3 separate regions of the Pan troglodytes genome follow, and all the other regions are linked to region 2. The links are chromatin contacts, called in public Hi-C and HiChIP or PLAC-seq maps. All regions are on one chromosome and are shown on one strand. Each heading gives the region's core, a stretch centred on a gene start, on an enhancer-like site or on the middle of the called end of the contact. The rest is flanking DNA. Distances are from core to core; before and after follow the strand shown. Region 1 holds the start of TOGARAM1 (TOG array regulator of axonemal microtubules 1). Region 2 holds the start of MIS18BP1 (MIS18 binding protein 1). Region 3 holds the start of LOC129136927 (atherin-like).

Region 1 (2,798 bases), core at 241-2,740, 290 kb after region 2:
TGAGGAATAATCCCAAATTTAAGATTGCTGTTGGAAAGAGTCACTGCACAGGGAAGGGGATCTTCAGGAAATCCAGAGGCTTCAAGTTCCAAATAATAAGGAACCTGACTTCCAAACTGGGACTCCAGGCGGTGATTGTAGTGTCTCCTCAGGGCAGAGGGCAGACGAGAAATATAAGATTGAAACCTGTCTTGGCCAAGTCGCTCCCCAATTTGTTGAAGTGCGGAGAAAGCTGTCTCAGATTCTTCTTCTGTCTCCTGATCACCAAGCTTTCGGGCTAGGGATATTATCACCTCGGTGAGATCCAGACCAAGCAACAAGTCCTCAGTAGTAAGCAAGATGGGAAGCAGTAGTGCTGTGGAAGCTCTAAGTCGGGCATCGGTACTTTCCAGTCCTTGTTGTATAAGCGTTCTCAGCACCTCTCCAGAACTACGTTTCAGACATATATGAAGGATCTGCAGCGCATCTTTCCGCAGGGCTGGATTCTCTTCCCGTAACGAGACAACTAGTTGAGGCAAAAGTGCTAAGCTAAAGGCCTCTTCAAGCTGGCCTGCCTCCCCCTGACCCCGGAGAACGTCCGAGAGAAGTTGCAAGCAAAGCCGCTTCTCATCACTACCTCCTTCCACAAGCACTCGGCCCAGTGCCCGATACAAAGCTTCCTTGCGTCGGGGGAAGCCAAGTCGACCGCCCCGCCGCGGCAAAGCAGCTTGCAAAGCCTGAAAGGCCTCAGAAGGATCCGGGGCAGTGCGGAGGAGTTGAAGGAGCCGAGTGTCCTCTTCATCTCCCCCTGACAAACCGCCTCCAGACTCAGACCAGCTGCTTGAGACTGCCTCCGAGGGCATCAAGAGGGCCGAGGCCAGAGGCGAAGTTGTAGTGGGGCAGGAACCGTGGTCCCCCGCAGCTCCACGGAAGTAGTAGTTTTTCTCTCCTCTCATAATGCCCCCAACTCGACTATCATCAGTCTCTGGGGCGGAAGGACGACTGCGGCTCTGGAGCCGATAGGTAGAGAGGACTGGAAAGGGCGGCAGCAGAAGCAGCGCGGAGGGGGCAGCCGCCATGCAGGGTTGTCAGGTGGTGGTGGTTGGAAGAAACCATTGCTGTCTCCAAAGGGCTCGATGGAGCCCAGACTTCCAGATCCTCTCCAAGCCCCAAGCTGCAGAAGAGGCAAAAGAACAGCTTCAGCCTGCCGCCAGGCCGCCCCCAACTCCGGGAGGCAGCCTCTGGCAAAATGGCCCCCGTCTGAGCCCTAGACCCCACAGCTGCCACCGGGCGTAACCAAGGGCACCACGTGACCAAACCGATTGCTTCCATGGTGATGTACCCAGCGCGGACCTCTTGACCCGGAAATCCACTTGCCGTGATGAATGCTGGGTTATGTAGTCCACGTCAGGTGTTGAGACTAGGCCAAAGTCTCCTGGAAGAGGAAGTCAGAACGTTGTAAACGTAGCTACAGCGGAGAAGGGAGGAGGGGTGAAGACATTTGACGGATGTGACGCTTTCTTTGCTCTGGGCGGAAGTTGCCCGCCCCACCCGTAAGAGTTAGGGTTTGACCGGAGCTAGTGAGGATCCAGCCCAGGCTCCAGTTGTCCGCGGATCCTCCTCCTGTCGCTGCCCGTGTGATTACTGGGACTCAGGTATTTTCCTTTTGCTGTCCTCCAGCGGTGCAGGCTTTGGCAGTGTTTTGCCCGAATGCCACTGGTGCTAGAGTAAGAGGCAAAGGACTGAGCGGAGCAGGTGGAAAGAGAGGCGACATCTTCTTGTGCAGGGCTCGTCACCCTTGTAAACGCGTTACTCTCTACCACCCTGAGTAACTGCGATCCTTTCCTCTTGCCATCTGCTTATCAGGACAGAAGATCTGGACCACGGCCAAGCTCACAAATCGGGTATTTTTTTTTCAATTCCTGGTCTTTGGGGCCTTTATTCGCCTCCCCCTTCTCCTTTTGTCGACTTCTCTTAACCCTCCGGCCGCAGAGGGTTAAATTTTTTTTGTTTTTGTTTGTTTGCTTTTGGCAACGTTTCCTTACCCTCATCACTTTGCGTTTTCTTTACAACGTACATAATATGGAAATAGGTCTGTTTTTTTTCCCCTGTAGCTAACCGCCTCTCCCTTAGACGTTATCAAAATCTTTCCTTCTAATGCAGTTCCTCTGTGGGACTCTCCCCTAACCTCCGCCCCCTCGGTCTGCCGCCCTAGCCTCCCTGCAGGATCCTCAAGCGTCTCTGCAGCTTTTCAGTCTCCTAGAGACAGAGATTGCGAAGACAATTTCACTTGCGGTGGAAGTTCTTTTTGGCATCATGGTTCTAAGAGAATTCTGCCTTGTGGATTTAGGAATGATAGTAGACATTTATTTATTTTAGGCGAACTGAGAATTTTGTGTGCATTTTCTCCTTCTCATAAGTGATACTTAAACGGACACAGTGGAAGAGCTGGAGTGTCTAGTGTGAGCCTGAATGCTTTGGAGTGTGGAAGAGAGATTTTTTTTTTTTGAAGGAATAATACAATTACTTTTGAATGACTCGTGCGAAAAGTCTAAGTTATCATTTGAAGACCCAAATTTATGCACTTCAAATGCAAGTATTCCTACCCTGCTCTGTACCAGGTGGGATTTCTCTTAAATACTTTTTAAAGTCTTGGAATAAATGAGTCACATATGCCAAACAGCTTTATAAATAATGCTCCCAGCTGATGCAAGTGCAAAAATAATTTCTGGATTTTTGCCTTAAAGTACGATTTGAATATCAGTTTTGTTTTGTTTTGTTTTTGGGGGGTGGGGGTGGGGAATAGACTATTAATGTAA
Region 2 (2,897 bases), core at 94-2,593:
TGCACAGCCGGCTCTGCGTCAATTACTCTTTCTCCATTGCAATTTACTTGTCTTGATCAATCAGCTCTGTCCAGGCAGCACGCAAGCTGAACCCCTTGGGCGGTTACAGCATGTTGCCATTTAAGGGACAGAGGTACTGTCCCTTGGCCTCTAGGCCTTCTCATCACACTTTCTTATCCACAAACTGTTTAATCCAATTTTGCTTGGAAAATTACTAGTCATCTTATGTAAATTCCTGTGGCCATTCACGTTGGGACATACTACATACTACTTCCTTCTTGCATGAGAAGTGGCTAATTTAAAAAAAGTGTGCATTTCTGAGTGCCTGCTGTTAATACTTCAGGGTTCCTATTTTGTCTAAATGTGTGAGCCACGGCCATCTTCATCAGGCCACAGAAACGTCCTATACCTCAATTTCAGGTGCTTTAAAATCTGAATGACCATCCCTTCAAACTTCCTCTATGAAAGTATATTTCATACATGCCATTTAACCTGTTTTAAGGCGGGTTTTTCCCAAAAAACTAGTGCAAATCCATGTCCAACCATTTTCTCATTATGGTGTACAAGAAACAAACTTCATTTTATCCAGGTAAGTTTGCTTCCTTTCCCCCTACCTCCAACTGTTTTTCCTTATTTGCATTCACGTGGATGTTTTAAATTTATATTTTGGATTTTGATTATTCAGTGTGTACAAAATTTAGTACATGCAGGATTTAGAAGGGACTGCAAAAGTCACTTTAAAAAAAATTATCACCTTTTCAGTAAAGCCTCTTAATGGGGAAATGTGGTATGTGACTAGAAGTTGACTAATTTTCTTAGATGGAAGTATAAAATAAAAAGAAGCTCTGTTGTCACAAATGCGGATGGGGGGAAGAGGACAGACTTCATGCAGGACTGGAGTTGGACAGGGTTCAGGGCTGAGAACACACCTTACTACCCTGGCTTCCCCTTCTCTACTTTCAAGACTGAACCAATGTGCCCTATACAAGGCGAAGAATACACCCGGTCACTCCGCGGTGGTTAGAGTGGAGATTCACTGGGTGCAGTCTAAAGCGGGACGCAGTCTGGGGGCCACTGTCACAAGCTGCTTACAGCAACCTAGAGTTGTCGAGATTAATGTTTCTAGAATGTGAGGTGACTTATAAAAAATTAATCACTTCCTGGCTCGGTGCGGTTGCCTGTAATCCTGGCACTTTGGGAGGCCGAGATGGAGGATCGCTTGAACCCAGGAGTTCCAGACTAGGCTGGGCAACATGGTGAGACCTCCTCTCAACAAAATAAAAATAAGCCAAGCATGGTCGCGCGCGCCTGTAGTTCCAGCTACTCGGAGGCTGAGGTGGGAAGATCCCTTGGAGTTCCAGACTGCAGTGAGCCGTTATTGCGCCACTGCACTCAGACCTAGGCGACAGAGCGAGACCCTGTCCCCCACGCCCAAAAAATCGTATTTCCTGAGGGAACAGTTCCAACTAAACATCCCACTTTGTGCGTAACTTTACATTCAATCCATCATCACCTCAAGAACAAAATGTTCTTTCTCCGCCTCAAACATGGAGGAGAGAAAAACAGAAGTTCTCTCAAACCCACCGAGCACGCTGTTTTCCTGAGACGGAAAAGAAGGATAACAGCCGCTACGGCGCACAGCCTGTAGGGGAGGACGGCAGCCAGGAAAGGCCAAACTTAGCCGCAGTAGCGCCGGGGCGCGCTCGCGGCCCACGGCGTCCCACGTCGTCCCACGTAAGCCTTGTCCCGGCAGAGCTTCACGAGAGGAAAGGCGGGATTCAGGGTGGGCGCGTGCCCTACGAAGACGAAACGAACTTTGAAGACAACTAGAGGAGCTCGCCCCCTGCCTGTGACAGCTTAGGGTCGCCTACTTTTTGTGGACACACTGCCGTCCACGGAGTGCAGAGGCCGCCTGCAGTTTTCTTGCGTCCCTGTGAGACGCACGGTGGCGCAATTCCCGAGCGTGCCAATCCCGGGCTGGCTGGAGGGCGGGCTCTTCAAATTTGAATTGCGGAAGTGTTTTGTGTGTTAGAGAACGTCGCGGAGGAGGTAAGCGTCGGTTGGCGCCTGGCCGCCGCGGGCAGGATCCACCGTGGGCCTGAGGCGCGAGCCCGGCGGCGTGCGGCCCTCTCTCCGCGCGGAGCCGAGCCGGAACTGCGGCAGTCTCTCCCTGCCAGGCTCTTCATCCAAGGTACGTCCTCCCCGCGCCCTCCGCTAACCTCCTGCCGCGGGTCCCCGCAGATGGTGGGCGTCTGCCCTTTAAGCATCTCGGCTCACGCGGTTTTATTTATTTTTTTTGTAGATTTCTGGCTTTGGTACGGATTTGATACTTCGCACTCGATGTTTACTTGTTGCGTGTCTACTGTACTTAAGAGAGTAGAACACGATTGCTCAAATTTATTTCGATGGTGAGCGTTCTAGGTCTTTGTTCTAAAATAACTTTTTTTTTTTTTTTTTTTTTTTAGAATACCAAGTGGGAAAATTGTATTCCTCAGTACCCAACTCTTCCCCTTGGGAGCCCAGGACCCACAGGGCTATAGAAGCAGTTGATCATTCAGCTTATGTTTTCTTCTGGTTAAATTGCATGCTTGTTGCAAACATCTTTAGATGTTAATAAAATTATTTAGAAAATGGTCGGGCGCGGTGGCACACGCCTGTGATCCCACACTTTGGGAGGCCGAGGCGGGTGGATCTTTTGAGCTCAGGAGTTCAAGAAAATGGTAGGCCACTTCATCCTGGCCTTCAAAGATAAACACTGTTTACAATTTGGTTCACTGCTTCGAGAGTTTTTCTCTATGCCTATATGTGTTTTATTTATTTACTTAAAAATTTTTTTACACAAATGCAATTATATGTTGTTACTTTCTTTTTCAATTTAATGTTTCTTGGATACTTTT
Region 3 (2,721 bases), core at 172-2,671, 350 kb after region 2:
TTAAATGAGCCACTTTTCGCGCACTATGCATGCTCTCTGGAGCTCTCTGGAAAGACCATTTAAGAAGCTGCAGTCTTTTTTTGAGGTACAGATGGCCATTTGACAGGCTTTATATTAATTACATTGCAGATTTTATCTGTGACAGAGGGAAACCCTGTAATAAAAAAAATCCTGAGGCTGGGCGCGGTGGCTCACGCCTGTAATCCCAGCACTTTGGGAGGCTGAGGCGGGCGATCACCTGAGGTCAGGCGTTGGAGACCAGCCTGACCAGCATGGAGAAAACCCTCTATTAAAAATACAAAATTAGCTGGGCATGGTGGCGCATGCCTGTAATCCCAGCTACTCGGGAGGCTGAGGCAGGAGAATCGCTTGAACCTGGGAGGCGGAGGTTGCGGTGAGCCGAGATCACGCCATCTCATTCCCGCCTGGGCAACGAGTGAAACTCCATCTCAAAAAAAAAAAAATCCTAAATGAAAATAAAGCTATTAAAAACATAAACTAACTTTGGTTAGGCATATTCCTAATGTAAACCTCCTCATCTTTCCAAAATACAGGCTGTGCTTGCTTCATTTTCTTGTTAATATGGGTGATTCCACTTAAGAAACTAATATAATGGGATCCTTAATTGGGGGTACAGAATAATAGCCATTACATAATCTTTATATTAACTATACTACATATTTTATTTGTTGTATAGAAAAACTATGTAAAAAAAAACTCCTGTTGCTATATAGACTAAGACTAATTCTGACATTTAGCTTTGAAAGACAGCATGAGTAGTAATCATGAAAATCAATCTTAAGTGAATAGTAGCATAGCTAATATTGCTAATCACTTTGGGATTTTTATTTGCAACTGAGAATTGTGCTATTGTGCAATTTAGATATACTATAATTTTTAACTACAGAGGCTATACTATGAAGATCTGATTCAGAACTTGATAAATATCCTGATTATTCCCTATGCGTGTTTTCAGAATGAAGCAAAGCATCCTCCCTTTTCAAACTGGCACTCTTCCCAACCTTGAGGACCACTAGGCACTTTGATTTTAAAGCCACAGTAAGTATTTTAATAAATATGTTGTGTTATATGTATGTTATATAGCGCACATACTTTTGAAAGAATGAGTTCTTTTTACAATTGTATTGAAAAAACTCCTTCACTTTACTTGGGACAAGCAAATAAACTAACAACATCATATTGTTTTCCGAGGTTACTTTTATGGAGAAGTATTGTTATGAAAAAAGGGAGGCATCTGAGGAGCAGAAACAGAGAAATGAGTGACTGAGATCAGTGTCTTATTTTGACCATCTTTTCCAAGTGCTGCATCCTCCCAAACACAACATGAACTCAACACTTAATAAAGCTGCAGTCCTACGTGTTTTATTTGTGTAAGAAACTAAGTCCAAAACATTCTGCAATGCGAGTAAAAATTCACTTCTGCAATATATTAAACACACATGAACACAGTGTTTTCAGTGTGAAGCAAGATACTGTGGACTCTAAAATATCCAGTAACTATATTTAGTATGAAGAGTGGATGTTTATATCTAGTTGGCCAACACATTGATTCTAGTCATCCACTTACGAAGAAGAGGGTGTGGCAAATCTGCAGCCTAGGAAAACACAAACTCAGTTTCTTCGTAATAGAAACTGACACGTTTTGTTTACAAAGATTTTAAAAAACAGTTATGCATTCAAATACTTTAAAAACGAAAATAACTTTATGGTTTGATTTATTTCCGTTGAATTTTAAAGAACTTTGTAGCAAGGTTTAAGATTGCTTAAAGAGCCTGAGTTCAGATTCCTAAAATAGTGCATTGGGAAGGAAGCATAAGTCTCTAGGATATTTTCTTCAAATTGTCTTCAGACATGACCAAATGAAGTGTAACTACCCTTACACTCTAAGAGAATTAAACTATAATGACATATGTGGCATGAAACTTTAGTCTTTCTCTGGGAAAAACGGGAGGAGCGAAGGTTTGGAAGAACTAGAGGATACTAGTTTCATCATGAATTTGGTGATTTGTTCCAAAGTAAATTGCAATAAAAATGGGGGGTGGGGAAAAATGATGGAAAGATAGCTGTGAAGAGCTTTACTTAAAATTGTCTTAGCTGTTTAGCTAGGAACTGTAATTAGAAGGACTGGAGGATGTATTCCGCTGGCTTTATTCTCCAGGCTCTACGGGCCCTCCAATTTGAATAAACCTGGAAAACTCTCCTGACCTCTATTTCTTTGACAAAACATCTTTCTTTCGTGGTGACTTCCAAGGGAGGAAATTGGTACCCCAAGCTAGCCGTGAGGACCCCACCACATGCCCAAGGCATTGAACGCCAGACTCCCTAAGGACTCAGGGATTCTAAAAGTCCCCTCTCAAATCAGCGCCTGAAATACGCCTGAACAGCCACGCGCTACCGCTCCCAGCAGCGCAGGGCTTCGGGACAGGGACAAGGCGGACGCTAGGCGTGCGCCCCCGGGGAGCCCCCACGCTCCGGCCACGCCCACCCTGGCCTTGGGCAGCCGCGCCCGGGAGGCCTGGCACCGAGGCGGGCGGGTCCCCGAGTTAGGGGCCCGCGAGTCGGCTGGGCGCCCCCGCCTCTGCCCGGGCAGTGCCCCGCCGAGTGCTCAGGACTGGGGACAAATAGGCTGGAGGGCCGGGCCGCGGAAGGCGTTCCCACACCGGCCAGTCTCCGTCCACCAGGAAGCAAACTCCTCGTACC

Evidence for each region. Hi-C and Micro-C count contacts between places; a contact is called where the count stands out from the background. HiChIP or PLAC-seq counts read pairs in DNA pulled down with a chosen protein or histone mark.
Region 1: a Hi-C map of stem cell-derived neural progenitor cells shows a contact between it and region 2, with 2.3 times the contacts expected there. The contact joins the promoter of TOGARAM1 here to the promoter of MIS18BP1 in region 2. A contact is called at or near these places in 1 of 7 Hi-C or Micro-C datasets (stem cell-derived neural progenitor cells) and 1 of 1 datasets of contacts at active chromatin or transcription factors (stem cell-derived excitatory neurons).
Region 3: a contact with region 2 is called in an H3K4me3 HiChIP or PLAC-seq map of stem cell-derived excitatory neurons, with 7 times the contacts expected there. The contact joins the promoter of LOC129136927 here to the promoter of MIS18BP1 in region 2. A contact is called at or near these places in 3 of 7 Hi-C or Micro-C datasets (blood, induced pluripotent stem cells and stem cell-derived neural progenitor cells) and 1 of 1 datasets of contacts at active chromatin or transcription factors (stem cell-derived excitatory neurons).

What each region holds. Positions count from the first base shown.
Region 1 is chr15:43,040,030-43,042,827 of NHGRI_mPanTro3-v2.0_pri, reverse strand. TOGARAM1 (TOG array regulator of axonemal microtubules 1) reads right to left here and starts at 1,490. Exons shown (of 21, transcript XR_010150936.1): 1 at 1-1,490. It overlaps KLHL28 (kelch like family member 28), which reads left to right and starts at 1,513. Exons shown (of 5, transcript XM_016926034.4): 1 at 1,513-1,883.
Region 2 is chr15:43,329,987-43,332,883 of NHGRI_mPanTro3-v2.0_pri, reverse strand. MIS18BP1 (MIS18 binding protein 1) reads left to right here and starts at 1,343. Exons shown (of 17, transcript XM_522841.7): 1 at 1,343-2,191.
Region 3 is chr15:42,977,021-42,979,741 of NHGRI_mPanTro3-v2.0_pri, reverse strand. LOC129136927 (atherin-like) reads left to right here and starts at 1,421. Exons shown (of 3, transcript XM_063793950.1): 1 at 1,421-1,426; 2 at 2,465-2,721. The coding sequence starts at 1,421. C14H14orf28 (chromosome 14 C14orf28 homolog) reads right to left here. Exons shown (of 5, transcript XM_001149836.6): 1 at 2,721. LOC104002024 (a long non-coding RNA gene) reads left to right here. Exons shown (of 5, transcript XR_010150933.1): 3 at 977-1,059.